Regions from separate parts of the Mus musculus genome. Here regions 2, 3, 4 and 5 are each linked to region 1. A link is a contact called in public HiCAR-type, HiChIP or PLAC-seq, Micro-C and promoter capture Hi-C data. All regions are on one chromosome and are shown on one strand. Each heading gives the region's core, a stretch centred on a gene start, on an enhancer-like site or on the middle of the called end of the contact. The rest is flanking DNA. Distances are from core to core; before and after follow the strand shown. Region 1 has its middle 10 kb from the start of Gm46502. Region 2 overlaps Oxr1 (oxidation resistance 1). Region 3 overlaps Oxr1 (oxidation resistance 1). Region 4 overlaps Oxr1 (oxidation resistance 1). Region 5 holds the start of Oxr1 (oxidation resistance 1).

Region 1 (3,369 bases), core at 275-2,774:
AAACAAAAAAAAACAAAAACGCTGCCCTAAGATGCCTGTATCTTAAAGCAGAGGCTAAATCGCTCCTTTGTTTCTGCCTTGTTTTCCTTTAGTCCTCCATAAAACTCCTAATCCAAGATGAGAGATGTAAACAGGAAGTCGGAACTCCTCCTGGAAAACCCGCTCTCTCTGCTGCGAGGAATCTGAAAAGCACCATTCATCCTAGCAGCAGTGTCCCAGCCAACATTGTAGGAAGCGCTTGGCTTCTGCATTTGGAACATGCATCGAAAGCTTGTTTTCCATTCAGTGCCACAACGACAGGGGCCAGAGCATCTCAGCACATAAAATGCATGTCCTGCACCTTGGAAAGAGCTACTGAACTCATCCCAGGATGAAATGGAAGTCAAAGGGAGGATTTTCAGCTTAACTTAGATGCAGTTTATTCTTTAAGATACTAAGAGTGAGAACAAAACCAATTACCGCAGTATTAGGTAAAAGGTGTTAACTCGTACTTTTACAAAAGATGTTCTGCAGGGTTTGTAGTGGTTAGTGAAAGTTATGTAAGTAGGGGTATGTGTGTGGTTGGGGGAGTGTATGGTTAAATAAATTCAGATGGGAAGTTCAAATAAGTTCATTTCCTTTGGTTGGCCCTGTAAGTAAATTAACTAAGCATTTGGAACTTTGGCTATGGTGGATAAACAAATGTGAAAACGGCTCGCATTCCTTTTTTTCTTTTCTTTCTTAAATTATAAAACTTTCTCTTTGACTGATCATATCCAGGCGCGGTGTGCTCTTCTAGCCACAAGAGGGCAGCAACACTGTATTCTGAACCAAATGCTTCTGTAGATGCGCAAGACTGGCTCCAAATAAGTGATTCTCAAACTGTGGGTCGCGACCCGCAATTTTTTCAAGGGGGCTCCTAAGACCATCAGAAAACACAAACATTTACATTCATGCTACTAGCAAAATTACAGCTATGAAGTAGCAATGAAAATAATTTTATGGCTGGGGAACATGTTACAAGATGAGATACTATATTAAGTGATACCAAAATTAAGTTGAGAATCACTACTCTAAATAATCATACTAACAGTATAATAAATATATGTCCTTCTCCAAATGGCTTTTTGAATTCTGATGGTATTTTATGGCTGAAGATTTTTGAACTAAATGCCTTCAAAATATGTCCGTACAAATGAGACTATAAGAAACATGTAATAATTTTAGTAAGTGAATTTCAATGCCTTAAAGGAGCAAATATTTTAAAGGTTCTTTAAAATTCATTTTTAAAGATCACAATGTTAAAATTACCACAGTGACCTTTCCAATAATTTTTAATGCTCTTAAAGTGAACATGGAAGAGTTAACATTTGTTATGGTTACAGACCTTTTTATTTTAAAAAAAAACCATATTTTAAAACAGTGAAGTCAGTAAATAAGAAAACTTGTGAGGAATAGTTCTAATAACAGACACTGTTTGGATAGCTACCTGTCTGGATATTGAAACTGTTTTTCTTTTCTGTTTAGGATAAAGTAGTTGCATTATTTAGCCACTAGGTGGTGCTGCTCTTTAAATAACTGCCGCAGATACTTTGTAGCCCTACAGGAAGTTCATGTAATTAATGGAGAACCGAGAATTTTTCACAAAAGAACGGAATTGCTTATTCGAACAACCTCAGCCCACAGCAGTTACTCATTTTTATCCTTGAACTTGCTCCTTCCATTTCTCGGGCAACAAAAACAACTGCCATTTTATTACCTTCGACTTTATGAAAGTAAATGAAAACTGTTTCCCAATTCGAAGGGAAGCAGAGAATTCAAAGGATTCACCCACCTAATGGTGTGTTGAAGAGGCCAGTTCAGGACCTTTGGAAAATGCCACCAGACCCCTCCCCTCCTGGAAGAAAAAAGGTCATGGAACACTTAGGCACCCCTCCCCTCCAGAAAGGAGGGGCTAATTAACATTCCTCAGCCAAGGTGGGGCGGGAGACACTGATCAACCTCTACCTGCAGGCTGGGGAGGTCCAAAGGAGGTAAACACATTCTGTAGGACAGACCTACAGACAAGGCCACCTACAGACAAGGGAAGTTCTTGCCACCTCATTCCCCTAGTGACCAATCAGTTTAAAAATTACACTGTTCTGCCAATCACATTGTGACTAATGGCTGCTGCTCCGAAAACTGTATAAAAAACTCCCTGACTGGGCTGCTTGAGGCTGCCTCTCCTTCCGGTGCAGGATGACCCCAAACGCATTGGAACAATAAATTCCTCTTGCTTTTTGCATGCTTCCCCCACTCTGAGTGGTTCAATCAGGGGTCCCCAGTAAGCTAAGGCTCATCAGAGTCTTACAATGCCATCTTCAGATTCCAAAGTAACTAGATGTGCTGGGAGCGCAAACTTAATCCCTATTCATCAAAAGTCGCTCTGTTTAATTTTGGTCGCACAAATGACATCGTTATAAATAAACCTAATATGCTATCAGTCAATTATAAATGTTCAACTATTTCATAATAAAATACATTTCATAGTGGTCACTATTTGTATAGCTGAAAAAAATCCATCCTATTATGAAATATGGCAAAACTGATATGGGTTAATAACGTGTTGTAAAACTACTAATGGATAAAAACGTCTGACACTGAAGTCTACAGAAGCAGTGGGAAGGTTTTAGGTTCATTTTCCTCCTCGTCTAGTCATTAAATTAACCACCTCCAGGTTTTCACCTCAGTCCCCAGCTTGGAGGAAAAACAAAGAACAAGAAACTGCACCCATTTAATTCCAGAAGCTACATACAGCCTTCTTTTGTTGATATTATCAAGGAAAAAAACCTACCACCCCCACCCCCCACCCCACCCCACCTACGCCCACCCCTTCCGCAGTGATGGCTAAGTATCCTTGAACTTCCGTGCTTCCGAACCCATGTAGAAGTTCATGCTGCTAAATTCAGAATTCCAGGCCTTAACAGTCTTGATGAAGCTGACTTGCTACCTTGGCCCTTTCAGCCCTGTTGCTCCTGGGCCGGAGCACCTCTAACCATGGTGGTTGAGGTCCAGAGGCGGCGGTAGCTATGAATGCTGGGGACTGATGGGAGAAGGGTGGACTAGTCAGCTGCGGTGTATGAAAAAAATCAATTAAGTCTGCAGTTATTTCCAGGGGCTGTTTTGACAGTGGGTAAACGTCTACACCTATTTCTCAAGTTGCACCCAAGTTGTATTAGATCTCTATATATTGTTTGAGGCCCTGAAATATATTTTTAGTACTTGAATTCTTGATTATCCAAGTAAGCAAGCCAATTTGTGGTTGTTAAGGGTTTGTTGTTCATTTCTTTTCTTGTCTTTTTCGTTTGTTTTGGTTTGGTTTGGTTTTGGGTCAACTTGACAGAAGCTGGA
Region 2 (3,369 bases), core at 568-3,067, 460 kb after region 1:
TCTGTTGACTTGAACTTATGTGCTTCCTCAGGCAGACAGTTCTTATTCTCTTATGCCTAGTGGCTTTTAAGAGCACTTTTATTTTTTTCCAGAATATAATTTTCTTATCATCATATAATTTTCCTTTTATAACGAAAGTAATCATATTTGCATTCCAACTGAAACACTTAAAAGATAATAAAAAGTATTGTTCAAATGAGATTATTTGGGACAAACTGAGGTGTGAAATCACTCTTCCTTTGAGACCTATTTTTGTTAAGTAGAACAGGGCTCTCTGAGCAGTATCATTGTGAGACATGTTGCTTTGAACCACAAATATAGAGATGAAGCTGTATTTTTTTTCCCTAACCATATCTTGTACCACCAAAGGCATATTTGCACTGATGTATTTTGTTTGTTTTAAATACACACACACACACACACACACACACACATACACCCCTGCACGCACGCACACTTGCATGCACGCACATGCACATAGCATTCCCTGTTTAATTATCTGAAAACTTTCAGTGGGATTAGAGCACAGGACTGTGGTCAATGTGCTTATATCAAGTCCTAGGACCAGGAGCAGCTGCAAAAAAAGGGGGGGAACAGGTAAAATATCTGTTGGACAATAGGGTATGGGGGAAGACACAGTGCCACACTGTACCACGAGCCATAGAAAATTAAAGGCCCAATGTGAGCAGGTATTACCCCAGGGCTCTGGCCTACTCTCAGAGGAAGGTGTATAGGCTGTCACCGTAGTCGTGTGTCAGCACACAAGAATGATGACTTCAGCTTGCCTAGTTTGGCCTGTGTTTAGGGAAACTGGAGGAGCTGCTGTCATGTGGCGATGTGGATGGCCTGTGTGCCCTGAGGGAAATGCACACATAGGACACATTTATCATGGAAACTGCGGTAGTCTCTGTTGCTGGTTCTGGAGTCCGATGGCTCTCTCTGACTCTGGGCTATCACTCATTTCTCTCCATTCCTTTCTGACATCCTTCCCGATGCTGAGCTCCATATGTGAGCCTCCCAATTTCTCCTATGTTAATTTTGATAGCCAGAGCTCCTCTGTGCATTGCTCCTGCCTGGGAGTCCTCCATCAGCCGTCTCACTGTGATTACTGGCATGCTTTATAACTCCTTCCCATTCCCAATTTCTCTTTACTGACTTCTATGAGTGCTTAGCTCAAATTTTCAGTTAATATTTTACACAAACCACAGTTCACTGTCATTGACGTCCAGGTACTTCCCGCACACTTTGACTTATCTGGAATATTAAATGATCCATACAATTAATATGTCTATGTGTCACTTCTTTTCAACCTTCACAGCGAGCTCCTATGAAAATGTTTCTCATGTAAAACTTTCCACTTTCAGGGCTGAAAATGACTAGTGCATGCTGGTAACATTTTCTATGATGAGGAGATGTAGAATGGGGCTCTATGGTTAATAGTGGCTGGGTCAAGGAGCAAGGCTAACTCAGGGGTGTATAATCTCCTGTGAGTTAGAGGGTGTCATCTGACATGTGCCTGTGAAATGAAACCCAGAAGGAACAACTCGTGAGGAGTAATTAAGATGGCCAACTTGGGGCTTTAGATCAACTCTCACGAAGCACATACTCAAGTAGGTAAGTGGCCACTTTTATTCCACATTTTAACAGTGGACTGCAAAGGAAATCCTGTGACAAGCTACATAAGTTATATCCGCTTATATTACCAGGCTCACGACAGTTTCTCAAGCTTTCTGGTGTCACATTTACATTAGAAGTGTCTGCTGAGAGTGAGCAAGTGACATGGTTACCCTCACCATAGTTTCCTGATCTCCTTCGATGGTGTCAGCTCAGAAAGACCTCAGAGGAAAACTTTAAATAGAAATCCAGACTTTCGGCACAGCTGCCTCCAAGCATCTGAAGTAAAATGAGAAGAAAGTCAGAGCCAGAACTGACACGTAATCAGGTGTGGTTTCCCTCAGCACTCTATGGCCATCTTGGGGGTGGGGTCTCTGCAAACACCAGGGCTGTCAGAGTAACATTTGGTGCGAGACAAGAAGGAAGTCCAGTTCAACACAACTCAATAGCTGGTGATGTCCCAAAGTTGTAGGGTGTGACCTTGATCATTTTAATTTAGGCATATTTAAGTATAGCACAATTTTGGGAAAAGAGTCTCCTGGTGATAATTGACTCAATCCTGTGTTAATTAGAATTAACAAAGTGTTTACATTGAAACTCTTTACAAAGTACATGTGGCTTTTCCAGAAAGATGTGTTATGTTGGTTAAGAAACAGTGCTCAAGGTCAGGGTCTAAGGAGAATGATGTATAAATATACAATTCTGTGGGAGTCAGGAGAGGCCTGGCCCTACAAATAGCATAGAAGTTACTGAGGCTGTTGTGAAGTACAAATGACATCTCCCAAAAGGATAGGTTTTATTCACTGAGATAAATGTCTAGGGAGGAAGAGTCTGGGATAAACAAACATGGTAGCCTGGGGGATTCGGGTGTGGCCTGGTCCTATAAATAGCACAGATCACCAGGCTATTAACTACATCCATTGCTAGCTTTCCCAGTGGAGAAAGGGTAAACGTCTCCTCTATCTGGAGATCATCTAGCGTGTTTAGCATTCCTGGTTTTTCTAGTGCTTATCTGTGACCACAGCACCTTGCGCTCTATGTGCTTAAGCTCTTAGGTGTGTGCACCACGAACATGTTACCAGCGGGTCGCCTAAATGATGCTCAGTGTAAAAGAAATACCTATTGTTTACTGTCCTGCCTCCAGGCCCGGGACAGTGAGGCAAGCTCCTTCATGTTTTAAGCTATTAACCACAGGTCTTCTTTCCAGTGGAAAAGCTAATTGTTTTATAAAAGACATGCTTCTTCAAAGACCTTGAGTTCCCAGAATAATTAATCCCCAAAGTACTACATATCATGTATAATAAATAGTATATCAATGTTATGGGGTGGGGATATTAATGTTTTAATGAAGTTCACCAGTCCAGAATCATAAGTGGGGTAGCCAGGTTTCTCAAGCCCTGAGCAGGGACAAAAGACTTCACATAGGGATTTATACTAAAATATTTTTTCAATGTTCATTATAATTTTTCTAAATTGTGAAAGTCTATATTTTTGTTAGTTCATTTTTTTTGTTGCTGTGATCATGTGTCATAACCAAAAACAACTTAAAGGGAGGAGGAGTTTGTTTGGGTGTATGATTTCCAGACTGAGAGTACCTAATCCTAGGGATGGCGTGGCAGCAGGCAGCCCGGGCTGGAGGCCTAGAGTTCATATTCCCAACCAGCAGCAGGAAGTGGAGAGTGTGAATCCAACATAGAGATTGTCTGTAACCTCTATAAGACCTCCTCACTTTGTCCAGCAAGGCACTACTTCCTG
Region 3 (3,369 bases), core at 565-3,064, 440 kb after region 1:
AAGAAACACAGAGATATACATAATTCACACATACAAAATCCTATAAAAACACAAAATCAGAAATTATAATATATACAAAGGAAATGTAAGGTTTTTGTTTTTTAAGTCATGACAAAAAAATCTCAAAAAAAAAAAAAAGCTCAAAAGAAAAAAATAAGTAAAGGTTATTGAGTTTGCTTGTGTTAGCCATTTACTGCCGGGCATGGGGCCTAGCCTTAAGACTGGTTGGTGTAGCCCATGGGACTCCTTTGAGAACATTACAATTTCATTTGTGAGTGGTTATGAACTGGAGATGGCTTCTAAGTTAGGGACGGGACTTGTGTCCCTCACAGCACTGGGACCCCTTTGGGTGCTGAGCTGTGCAGGCCCTGGTCATGCTACCACAGTCTCCATGAGCTCCTGTGTGCATTTGCACTGCCCTGTTAGGAAGGCCTGGTTTCCTTGGCGTCCTCCATCCCTTCGGGTTCTTAAAATCTTTCTGCTTCCTCTTCTCTCCTCTTCCCTGAGCCCTGAGGTAAGCAACATTTTATATTACCTAATAAAATTAATGCTGCTTTTCTTCTCTGATACGACGTTTATAAGTGAGAAGGTGGGGAAAACACAATTCTTAAAACTTGAATATTTAATGAGATTCCTTAATTAGCATGGCGCTGCCTGCCTGGACATTGCACTTGACAGAGAACTTGCATTTGAAAGCCATAAAATCACAGTTAATTTGGAAACTTGATCTATAAAAAATATAGATTTATTATGCGCCTGAATCATGATAATCCAAGGTTTGAAGGACCTTCAGGGAGTTCTAACCTACTGTAGCTGACCTCACTCCCTTTCTCAGTTGTGACTGTTTAATCAGATCAGAATCTATAGCTCTTCTTTCCATGGATATTTAAAGGCTGAAAACGGCCAAAAGCAGGTGGTTGTATAGACTACAATTCAACTTTTAAAAGTTGTGTCACTTACTGAGAAAACTTATCAATTGTTTCTTTAGAAATGACTTCAGATCGGAGTCCACTGACTGTGGAGAAATGCCACTGTTTAATACAGGCTACATACTATTCAGTGTGCCCTGTGCCTTGTGTATTGGTCTGCAATTGCCACCACTCCTACAACATCTGCTTCTTTCTCTTTGGCAGGGTAGAGTGTCCTTGCCCAACTTTCTTTGTCCTTAACCTACAATCATGTGGGTTGGTTCATATTTTTAAACAAAAATGAAAATAGTACAAACATTACTTTGCAAGACTGTAATGTAGCACCTGCTTTGAGGGGAGTGGTGTGTGGGACTTCAGCTCAGTTTTGTCTTGGTGTGTATTTCACATGATGAATGGGCCATAATTTATTCATAGTGTGGTGAGTGCTCAGATATGTGGACGATCAATTGCCTGGGTGTTTGAAATAGATACCCGACTGAAACAGTTAAACGAGCCAGGCATTTTACCAACGCCGTGCTAGAGGCAGATTATGAAGGCACATCTTGTCACAGTGCAATGGCTCTGTGGTCTTTTGATCAAAATCATGCCTGGGCACATCCTCCCAAGTGTCTATTTCTTAAACCATTCCCTACCACCTCAAAGAATGCAGCTTCATGTCTGTCTCTCCGCATTTTCTTCTGTTTGAGGCACACAAAAGATACTCAGGAAATGGAAGCTTGGAAGTCCGCACACAATGTGACTTTTTTGCTGATGGAAGGGGAAGGTGACTGAATCATTGATGTTCAGAATTCGGACTAGAATGGAAACCCACAGGCAATCAAAACAAAAAGAGATACGTGGCAGGGCCATGAACACATCCCAAACGCTATCCTCCCTGAGAGTAAGCCGGCCACGACACAGCAGGAGCTCACTGTACAGAACAAACAGCAAATCCTACATTGCCTGGAGTTCCATTCACTGCTCATAGAAAGAGGTTTTCTCTGCTTCAAAGTAAAGCAAACCTTCAACTGATTAGTTATGATTAGTTCTAGCCCCAGTGTTTGTGAAAAGCAATTCCTTCATTATATGTCTAAGATTTATTGTCTTTAATTGTGTGTTTGTATGTGTATGTACATATTTGTGTGATGTGTTCATGAAGGTCAGAAGTGTTGAATTCCCTGGAACTGGACTTATAAGCGATTGTAAATTGTACCACAAGAGTGCTAGGATCCAAACTCAGGTCCTCTGGAAGAACAGTAAGCACTCTGAACCTCTGACCCCTGTCTCTGGTCCTTTTTTCTTTTGTCTTAATAAGGAGCAGCTCACCTAGCCATTAATCTGACTTTTTTGCTTCAAGTGGAAGTTCTCAACCTTCCTAAAGCTGAGACCCTTTAATACAGTTCTCATGCTGTGGTGACCTTAAACATAAAATTATTTTCTTTGCTACCTCATAACTGCAATTTTGCTTCTGCTACTGTTATGAATCATAGTGTAAATATCTGATATACAGAATATCTGGTAGGTGACCCCAAAGGGGTCATGGCTCACATGTTGAAAACCACTGTTCTAAACCTATATGCTAGTTTGGCAGTTCTCTATAAAGCAACAACTGAGCCTGATTCCTTTCAAAACTCCAATGTCTGAAAGTAATAGCATCTTTAAATAGCATTTAAATATAGAATTAAATAAATAGCATTAAAAATAGCATTTTAAAAAAGTTGTAAAGTGATTTGTTATAATATGATGATGTAAAGGAAATCACCTGAGGATACGAGTTTTAAAATCAGTATTCTGGACACTGTGTTTTGAATTATCTGAAATATAGGGCAACATATGAGTGCATGGTACTTGTGAACAGTTAGACTTAACTGTGATTAGAGATATTCACGTTGACTCCGAAGTTTTGTATTTTAATAAATTTTTTGTGCACATTCACCTCAAACCAGCTTTAGAATGATTTTATGTTGATTCCTTTTAATTCAAACAACAAAAATTCTTTTCAAATGCTAATTTTGTTCATTTAAATGATGTTACTGGAAAGTTTAGTTATCTTAAAATAGAGCAGGAACAGGGATATTACATACCTTTATTATGTAATTTTTTTAATTGGCTTTTTAAAACTGCCTTGGAACTAGCAACACAACTTTACTGTATATGTATCTGTAATTTAGTTTATATACATTTCTTAAGGGTTTGGTTCCTGCTTCTCAAGTTCATATTATAAGAAAATTGAAAATAAAGGAACAATTCATGCTCTCCAGTTTTACAGTTTAGTGGGTAAAGCCAAGAGTTATATCTAAATAATAAATGTGATGTAAGAACAAAGACTGTTTCCTGCCCAGAGAAGTGGGAGTCAGATACACCTAAGGATAAGACATGGCCTCAGGGATAGGGCCATCCTTGCTTAATTGTCCACCATGGGTGAGGCTTGGAGTTTGAGAGTCCAGAAAATGTTTTGTGT
Region 4 (3,369 bases), core at 391-2,890, 310 kb after region 1:
TAGCATTCTACATATTGTGCTTAAAGACATCTTTTACTTGGATGAATGCTTTGAATTTTGTCTTTTCTGCTGTTGTAGAGTCTAAGCCAGGAGTTATTCCAAATGAGTAAAATCCCACGACTAATAAAAAAGCAATAATTAATAAGGAAAGAGGCCATGGATTTAAAGAGAGAGCAAGGGTGGGCATGTGGGAAGGTTTGGAGGGAAGGAAGGATGGGAGAAATGTGATTATATTAGAATCTTAAGAATAAAATGTAAAAACAAAATGGCATAGTTGTCCAATTTATTTTAAAGTGAGGGGTACTAGCTTGAAAAGATCTATCCAACCAAATTCCCCACTTTGTTTAAGGTATCTAGACTCAAGGCTAGGTAATATTAATATGATGGGAGCTATGTGTTGTTTAATTTTCTCAAGGCATTAGAGCCAGCATGATGGCTCAGAGAGTAAAGACTCATGCCACGAAGCCTGATAACCTGAGTCCGTTTCCAGAACCCGTGTGGTAAAAGGAGAGAACCATTGCCCATGGCCACAGCTTGTCCTCTGAGGTCCACATGCATGCTGTCACACACAAGCCACCTCTTCCCAGAAATGAATGAATGTAATAAAATATTAGAAAATCAAACACAAATCCAGGTGGGCTAAATTATTTTTAATAATACCCTTTTAGCTCAATGTAATAATAAAAATCATTTTAATTTATAAGCAATATTGAAAAGGATTTTTGTAATATTTACCGCTTTTGTAATATCTTCAAAATTCAATTCATACATTTCATTTCAGAACCTATCTCAGTTAAATTTAAAAGTGAAACTCCATTGAGTTGGCCCTTTTTAAGAGCTCAGTAGGTACTTCTGGCTATTGGCTGACATATTGGCCGCCAAGTTCTAAATAGTGTGCATTTTAGGGAAACACTGTTACAACTTCCACCTTTGAGTAGAGAGAATTCCCTTTCTGCTGTTGCAGTCAGAGGTTGGAAGTCATCATAATATGATTAACTATTTCTCCTACTTCAGTTAATACACAGAGAAAAGCCCCACACTCAGTTTATATTCGTTCTTTTGTTTGAGATTAAAAAAAAAAACTATGGCAAGAATTACCTTTCATTTTCTACCTTTTATTTTAAGTGGTATAATGTTTTAAAAAGAAAACAATGAAAGCTAAACTCAGGAATTCCATGCTTCTGTCTTCTGAGTGAGCAGAAATTACTAGTTAGGCCCAGCTAAAATTATTATATAAAAAAGTTATATTCACTGATGTTGAATGTGTTATGGCACCTTATCTTCCCAAGTGCTGCCTCTGTTAATTAATTACGCTTTAATAATTTAGGCCTATGCCGTATTCACTATTTTATTTGCAAAACCTGTGATACCTCAATTCTCTCCTCTAATATTAAAACGATAGCCATAAAATTATGTATCCGTAGCTTAAATAGTAACATGGGTGGATGTGGATGTCACATTGTGTGTGTGTTTGTGTGTGTTTGTATGGGTGTGCGGTTTATGTGTATGTGTGCACACATGGGTGTGGGAACACACCACGTTCATGCTGGAACAGGCGGACATCCAGCGCCTTCTGTCTCTTTCTACCTTGTGTTTTGAGACAGAGTAGTTCACTGAAACTGACACTCAGTGAGCTCACTGATTGACAGCACTGACTGGCCAGTAACTTTGCTGGGTCCTACCTCTGCTTCCGGGAGCCCAGCCTTGTGGTGCAGTGGCTGTTGATTATCTTTTGTTTTTGTTTTTGTTTTTGTTTTTGTTTTTGTGGGTGATTAAAATCCAATCTTTGGACCCCCTGCTTATACTGCAAGCTTTACCCACTGGCTAGCTCCACATTCCCCACACATTATGGAGTTTTACTTTTTCGTGAGGGAGATTTAGGAAAGTACTTGAACATGTTAATAGCTTAGAAGAATCAAGCTTTCTAATTAGATGAGTGTAAAGACGCCTAGCGGTAGGTTTAGGAATTACTCAGAGACTGCGTAGTTCTTGCACTGCAATGAAAATCATATTGGATGTGTTTTACACTAACTTGAGAAACATTACATTAAAACATTATTTAATGCTTTGTTTAGCTGTGGAAGAAAGATAGTTTCCTAAGTTCATTTTTTCAAGCCCTTAGGTATTCCCCAGACATGATGCCCGCCTTATCCTCCTATTTTCTCTTCATGCTTGGTTTTTAAGTTTTCACCACAGCTTTTGATTTCCCTAGGCCCAAGTGTCTTTTGTGATCAGTGTCTGTCAAAGACTCAGTTTGTGTTCTGTGTTTTTACTTCATTGCTATTGTAAACCAGCATCTGGGGTCCTTCATTCTGCTTCATAAATTGCAACTGGTACGGAGAGTTTGATTTGCTGGTTCTAGCCTCGAGTCACAGTGCATGGTCTGGTTGAAGACTCATCATCTTCTCCTCTTCCCTGCTGGTAGACTGGAGGGTGTCTCCTTGGCTTGGGCTTTGGGGACCTGCTCTGAGTTTTCTGTTGCTTCCACGTTCTTGAGGATTTTCCGTCTCTGCGGACGTTTTTACTATAACACAGCATGAATTACATTTTTATTTTGCATTTGGAAGACCCTTTGATACTATTATACAGATTAATGTTTGAAACTTTCCTGCACCTATATGACTTGCTATTGGTAACATTAAAAAAAATGTCTTTTCTTGTGGCTTCTAACTTGTAATTTTGGACATAAAGGTAGATTTAGTATCCATAAGAGATAATAATAGGAGAGAAAAGTGCATACATGTTCAAGGAATGCCTGAAGGTTAACAAAAATGAATGTAGGGGATTCTCAACCTCCATAGCTCAACAAAAGATTAAATAGTACTTCAATCTAATGTTTCTCAGATTAGTCTAAACTATATCAAATGTGATTTTTTTTATTATAGTGAAAGAATAATGATTTTGTTCACAAGGCACTGATATCTAAATTCTTAAAATTAATAGTTTTATTCTATTATTATTCACAATAAAGCCATTTAAGGCTGGAGAAAAATAACTTGGTTGCATTATGCAGTTAGGGACCTAGGATAAGTTAGTGCCCTTATTCAAGTCACATGGAAAGTTTTACTTACATAACACCTGTGTGTAGATTTTTATAGCATGTATTTTAGAGCTACAAATTAACTGAGAGTTAAGATTTAAAAACCATTAAAATTTCATTTTAAGTAGAGAAACTAAGTTCAATAAACTCAATTAATCATAATCAGCCAGGTACATAGTGAGAATAGTTATTTACAATAACTGTAAATTGAGAAAAGAAACAGGCCTTCGGCAAAAAGAAGAGATAATCAGATTTATATACCAATGCAATAGGACATTACTTTATAATATAGAGAAAATAAAATGTTGATGCAAAGCATGGGTATTTAT
Region 5 (3,369 bases), core at 225-2,724, 280 kb after region 1:
AAATAATAGGTTATATTTAAACTTGGGTAATTTCTCATCCGGCAGATTTTGGGTTCAATTAGGTATTATTTCAGGCAACAGTTGTCTCCAGGCTTCAACGTCCTCTTCTGTCAAATAAAAGCAATGAATTCTTAACTGATGAATCTAATTTGGTGACTTCCAGAGAAAAAGCTAAAACTATAACTTGACCCAGGAAATATGTGAACATCTCATTCTTATAATTGAAATCTTTATTGATTTTTTCAGGGTAAAAAATAATGGGTTTCATTACGAAATGCATGTACATCACTATGCTTTTCTCAAATTCATTTCTTTTCCTTTTCAGTATAAATATTTCCTCCTCCCCTTTCCTCTTGGCTTTCGTTTTACAGACTGATGGACGTTTCACTTTCAAAGGAGAGAAGAGATAACACTAGTTGTCAGCAATTGAGGTGGGGTATCCTGGAGATTAATAGTGAGAACCCACTCACTACCAGGTTTTGAGAGGCCTTTGGGCTGATTTGCTGGTCGGATTGATGCAGTCTCATCTTGGCAAAGGGACCGACTTCCTTCAAGAAAGGGCCGAGGTCCAGTCTACCTAGTTGTACTTTGGCCCCTACCCCTACTCCTCTCTCATAATTTCCCAGGCAGAGTTGGAAAGGTGGGAGCGGTGGAAGTAGAAGGCAGCAGGCAGGGAAAGTAAATTACAGTTCAGGCAACAGGAACAGTGCCTCCAAGGTCAGGCTGAGTGTCAACTAATTATGTAAAATCCTGCGGAAATAGAAGTCGGGGAGAAGCCCAGCCTACTCTTGTATTTAAGGAGATCTTTCCAGAGCCCCTTTCAACCCACAGCCCCATACCTTCACCCTTTGGCCAGATCTTTGTATTTTGCCCGCCTTCCTTGATTTCTCGTTCCAATTCCACCAGAATAACCCTGAAAACTTTTTTCTTCCTCTTGGTAAGTCAGTAGCAGAGGAGCTTTCCCATAATTTCAGACCAGTATCTTCTCGATGTCTCTGTCTAAGGCCCTGAGGCTAGGGCTGCTGGGCAGCTCTGGGGACCGGGGACGGGAAGGGGTGCCATACCCCGCAGCCTGGAGTTGGGACTCTGCTCTGGCTACCCTGGCAGGTGTCTGTTCTTGGGGCACGGTTTCCCAGGGCAGGGGTCCAGGAGGACGCCAGCTCCCGGAGCCCGAGAGTTCGCTGCGGGGACGCGCGGAAAGGGGGTGCGCTGGCAGCCGGTAGCTTCCTTCCGCAGGAGCTATTTTTAGCAGGGCTTCGCCCCCCCTTTTCCCGGAGCCGCCGGCGTGGTCGCCTCCAGCTCGTGGCCGTCGCTCTGCAGCTCGGCGCCGCCTCCCCCGCCGCGGATGGCTCTTGGTAGCTTCCACGCGGGCAGGTCCGGAAACTGAGCAAGTCTGCAAGCGCTCCGCGGCCCCGGCGGCGGCGACGGCGGTGGGGGCAGAGCTGGGCTGCGTCAGGCTGAGCGCAGTCCGCGCGCGGCCGCGGGAGCGCAGTGCCAGCGCCGCCCGGCCCCACCGAGAGGGGCGCACTCGCCGCTACGGGGCTCGCACCGCTCGCCGCAGCCCCCTCCCGCCGACCCGCAAGTAAGTTTGTGCGGCTGCTGGGCGCCGCCGGGGCGAGGGCTAGGCGCTGGGGGAGCTGGGGATGGCGAGCGGGAAGAGCGCCTGGACACCCGGAGAGCGGGCAGCCTTCTGCCTCCGGAGTCCCGCGCTTCTCCCAACCGCTGGGCAGGTAGAGAGCTCCTGCTTACAAGGATGCTCTAGCAAAAGCTATAATGAGCAGACCCCGGAGGGTAGGACTGGCTCAGGGTTCAGGTGTGGGTCACTCTGGAAGGAAGAAGGACCGCGGATGAGGGAGCGGACCCGGCAGGCCAGGAGCCGGCTAGTGCCCGATGGGGAAGGGAAGGTTTGGAGAGCAGGGACCTGCCTGGGAACAGCCAAAAAGGGAAAGTGGTGTCCCTAGGACTGACAGAGGGTCAGAGAGCAAAATAGAAGGGCGGTGTGTCCTGAACCAGGATGACAGAAGGGGAGATAGATGGAAAGTGGGGCGTGTGAAAAGCGGATTTGTAGGAGAGTAAAGGACGCCAGTGGAAGGGTCAGTGGGCGCCTGATGGGCGGGTGAACTTGGTTAATTCGGGGAATCAGAACAAGCTTAGGTAGATATGATGGAAAGAGGCAGATTTAATTCAAGCCTCCGGAGGGAGTGTGTGAGGCAACACGTTGTGAGAACCAGCGGGTTTAGAAAGTGGCCTGGAAGGGAGGGCTGGAAAGGTGATGAGGGATATGGGGGAATGTGAGCAGGGAGTGGGGTAGATTCATGCCTAGGATAGGGAGGAAGGGGAGTTGCAAACCTGTGCATAGGGTTGGAGGCTTCCGTGAGTCAAGTCCCATGGTAGAGGTTTAGAGGTACTTCTCTGAGGTTCCTCTTCCATCTCCTATCTGGTTTGGAGGCTCCTAGGATCCTGGACAGAGATGAAGCAGGGAGGAAGGTAGTCACTTAAGGGGAGCCACCAGTGCTTTCGCTTACCGGATTGTGTATCCGGGTTCCTTTTAAGCAATGTGGGGCTGGGTTTGTGCGTTACACAGAGGGGGAGTGGTGTGTGTTCTAGGCCAAGGGGATCCCTAGTCTCCTATGGGGAGGGGGAATTTGTGTTTTGGGCTGGTTAGTAAGGTAGAAGTCTGCAGCGTGCAACACGCAGCAGGGGGTGTACATGCATGCGCTTTGCAGGTGCGTGGTGCAGGCCAGGGGTCCTCCGAGCTGTGCAGTCTGTCTCCACGACTGGGAGATCAGGACTCTGGACGTGGTCCAGGACAGGATTAAGGGAAACGTGCTTCCGCTTCCAGTATGTCTTCTGCCTCCTTTTGCTGGTTACATTCTTTCTGGCCCAGTGATGGGTTTCCATAGCCTCCCTCTGGTTACCTTTTATTTGAAACCTGATGCTGTTTGTCTCCCCTGATTTCTGTGCTTAGAGGATGCATCTCAGGCAGGGTTGTTCCCATCTTTCTACTCAGGGAAGGAATCTGAGAAGTCCCTGATGTCACAGGGGCTCTGGAATCATGGGGCCTTCTCAAAGGACATGATGATCATAACATCTGTGGATTCCGTAAGCAGGTAGCTTCAAATGGACTGGGAGAGGCAGTGAGTAGGTTGGGAACAGTGACCATTACTTACCTGTGTTTTGAAGGGGGGTGGGGGGGCTTCCTCTCAGTTCCAGGCATGCAAATCAATGACTTACGAAGGGAAAGACCAGATTAGTTCAATAAGCATCGGAAATTATGTTGCAAAATAAAATGTCCATTTGACTAGCAGAGATTTTACCCACCAGCTACATGAATCAAGAAGAATCTGCAGGTTCCAGGTTGAGAAATGG

What was found. Promoter capture Hi-C pulls out the DNA fragments that hold promoters and counts their contacts. Hi-C and Micro-C count contacts between places; a contact is called where the count stands out from the background. HiCAR-type assays count read pairs that join an accessible place to other places. HiChIP or PLAC-seq counts read pairs in DNA pulled down with a chosen protein or histone mark.
Region 2: a contact with region 1 is called in an H3K27ac HiChIP or PLAC-seq map of embryonic stem cells, with 4 times the contacts expected there. The contact joins two enhancer-like sites. A contact is called at or near these places in 1 of 484 Hi-C or Micro-C datasets (adipose-derived mesenchymal stem cells) and 1 of 115 datasets of contacts at active chromatin or transcription factors (embryonic stem cells).
Region 3: a contact with region 1 is called in a HiCAR-type map of embryonic stem cells, with 5 times the contacts expected there. The contact joins two enhancer-like sites. A contact is called at or near these places in 1 of 484 Hi-C or Micro-C datasets (adipose-derived mesenchymal stem cells) and 1 of 115 datasets of contacts at active chromatin or transcription factors (embryonic stem cells).
Region 4: a Micro-C map of embryonic stem cells shows a contact between it and region 1, with 4 times the contacts expected there. The contact joins two enhancer-like sites. A contact is called at or near these places in 2 of 484 Hi-C or Micro-C datasets (both in embryonic stem cells) and 3 of 115 datasets of contacts at active chromatin or transcription factors (all in embryonic stem cells).
Region 5: a promoter capture Hi-C map of embryonic stem cells shows a contact between it and region 1, with 2.6 times the contacts expected there. The contact joins the promoter of Oxr1 here to the enhancer-like site in region 1. A contact is called at or near these places in 9 of 39 promoter capture datasets (cranial neural crest, embryonic stem cells, hippocampal neurons and 3 more), 11 of 484 Hi-C or Micro-C datasets (LSK cells, cerebellar granule neurons, cortical neurons and 3 more) and 7 of 115 datasets of contacts at active chromatin or transcription factors (astrocytes, bone marrow-derived dendritic cells and embryonic stem cells).

The regions. Positions count from the first base shown.
Region 1 is chr15:41,162,252-41,165,620 of GRCm38.p6, forward strand. No RefSeq gene overlaps it. Among named protein-coding and RNA genes, the nearest start is that of Gm46502, 10 kb to the right of the region's middle. Within about 2 kb of position 1,525, at least 74 of the 459 cell types and tissues checked have an H3K27ac peak or open chromatin away from gene starts, as enhancers often do. A contact at or near this core is called in cortical neurons, embryonic stem cells, muscle stem cells and 2 more, where this site is marked.
Region 2 is chr15:41,624,269-41,627,637 of GRCm38.p6, forward strand. All of the region lies in intron 2 of Oxr1 (oxidation resistance 1), which reads left to right. Among named protein-coding and RNA genes, the nearest start is that of Oxr1, 180 kb to the left of the region's middle. Within about 2 kb of position 1,818, at least 18 of the 459 cell types and tissues checked have an H3K27ac peak or open chromatin away from gene starts, as enhancers often do. A contact at or near this core is called in embryonic stem cells, where this site is marked.
Region 3 is chr15:41,604,842-41,608,210 of GRCm38.p6, forward strand. The region is part of intron 2 of Oxr1 (oxidation resistance 1); the gene reads left to right. Among named protein-coding and RNA genes, the nearest start is that of Oxr1, 160 kb to the left of the region's middle. Within about 2 kb of position 1,815, at least 8 of the 459 cell types and tissues checked have an H3K27ac peak or open chromatin away from gene starts, as enhancers often do. A contact at or near this core is called in embryonic stem cells, where this site is marked.
Region 4 is chr15:41,475,226-41,478,594 of GRCm38.p6, forward strand. The region is part of intron 1 of Oxr1 (oxidation resistance 1); the gene reads left to right. Among named protein-coding and RNA genes, the nearest start is that of Oxr1, 29 kb to the left of the region's middle. Within about 2 kb of position 1,641, at least 5 of the 459 cell types and tissues checked have an H3K27ac peak or open chromatin away from gene starts, as enhancers often do. A contact at or near this core is called in embryonic stem cells, where this site is marked.
Region 5 is chr15:41,446,008-41,449,376 of GRCm38.p6, forward strand. Oxr1 (oxidation resistance 1) reads left to right here and starts at 1,475. Exons shown (of 17, transcript NM_001130166.1): 1 at 1,475-1,582.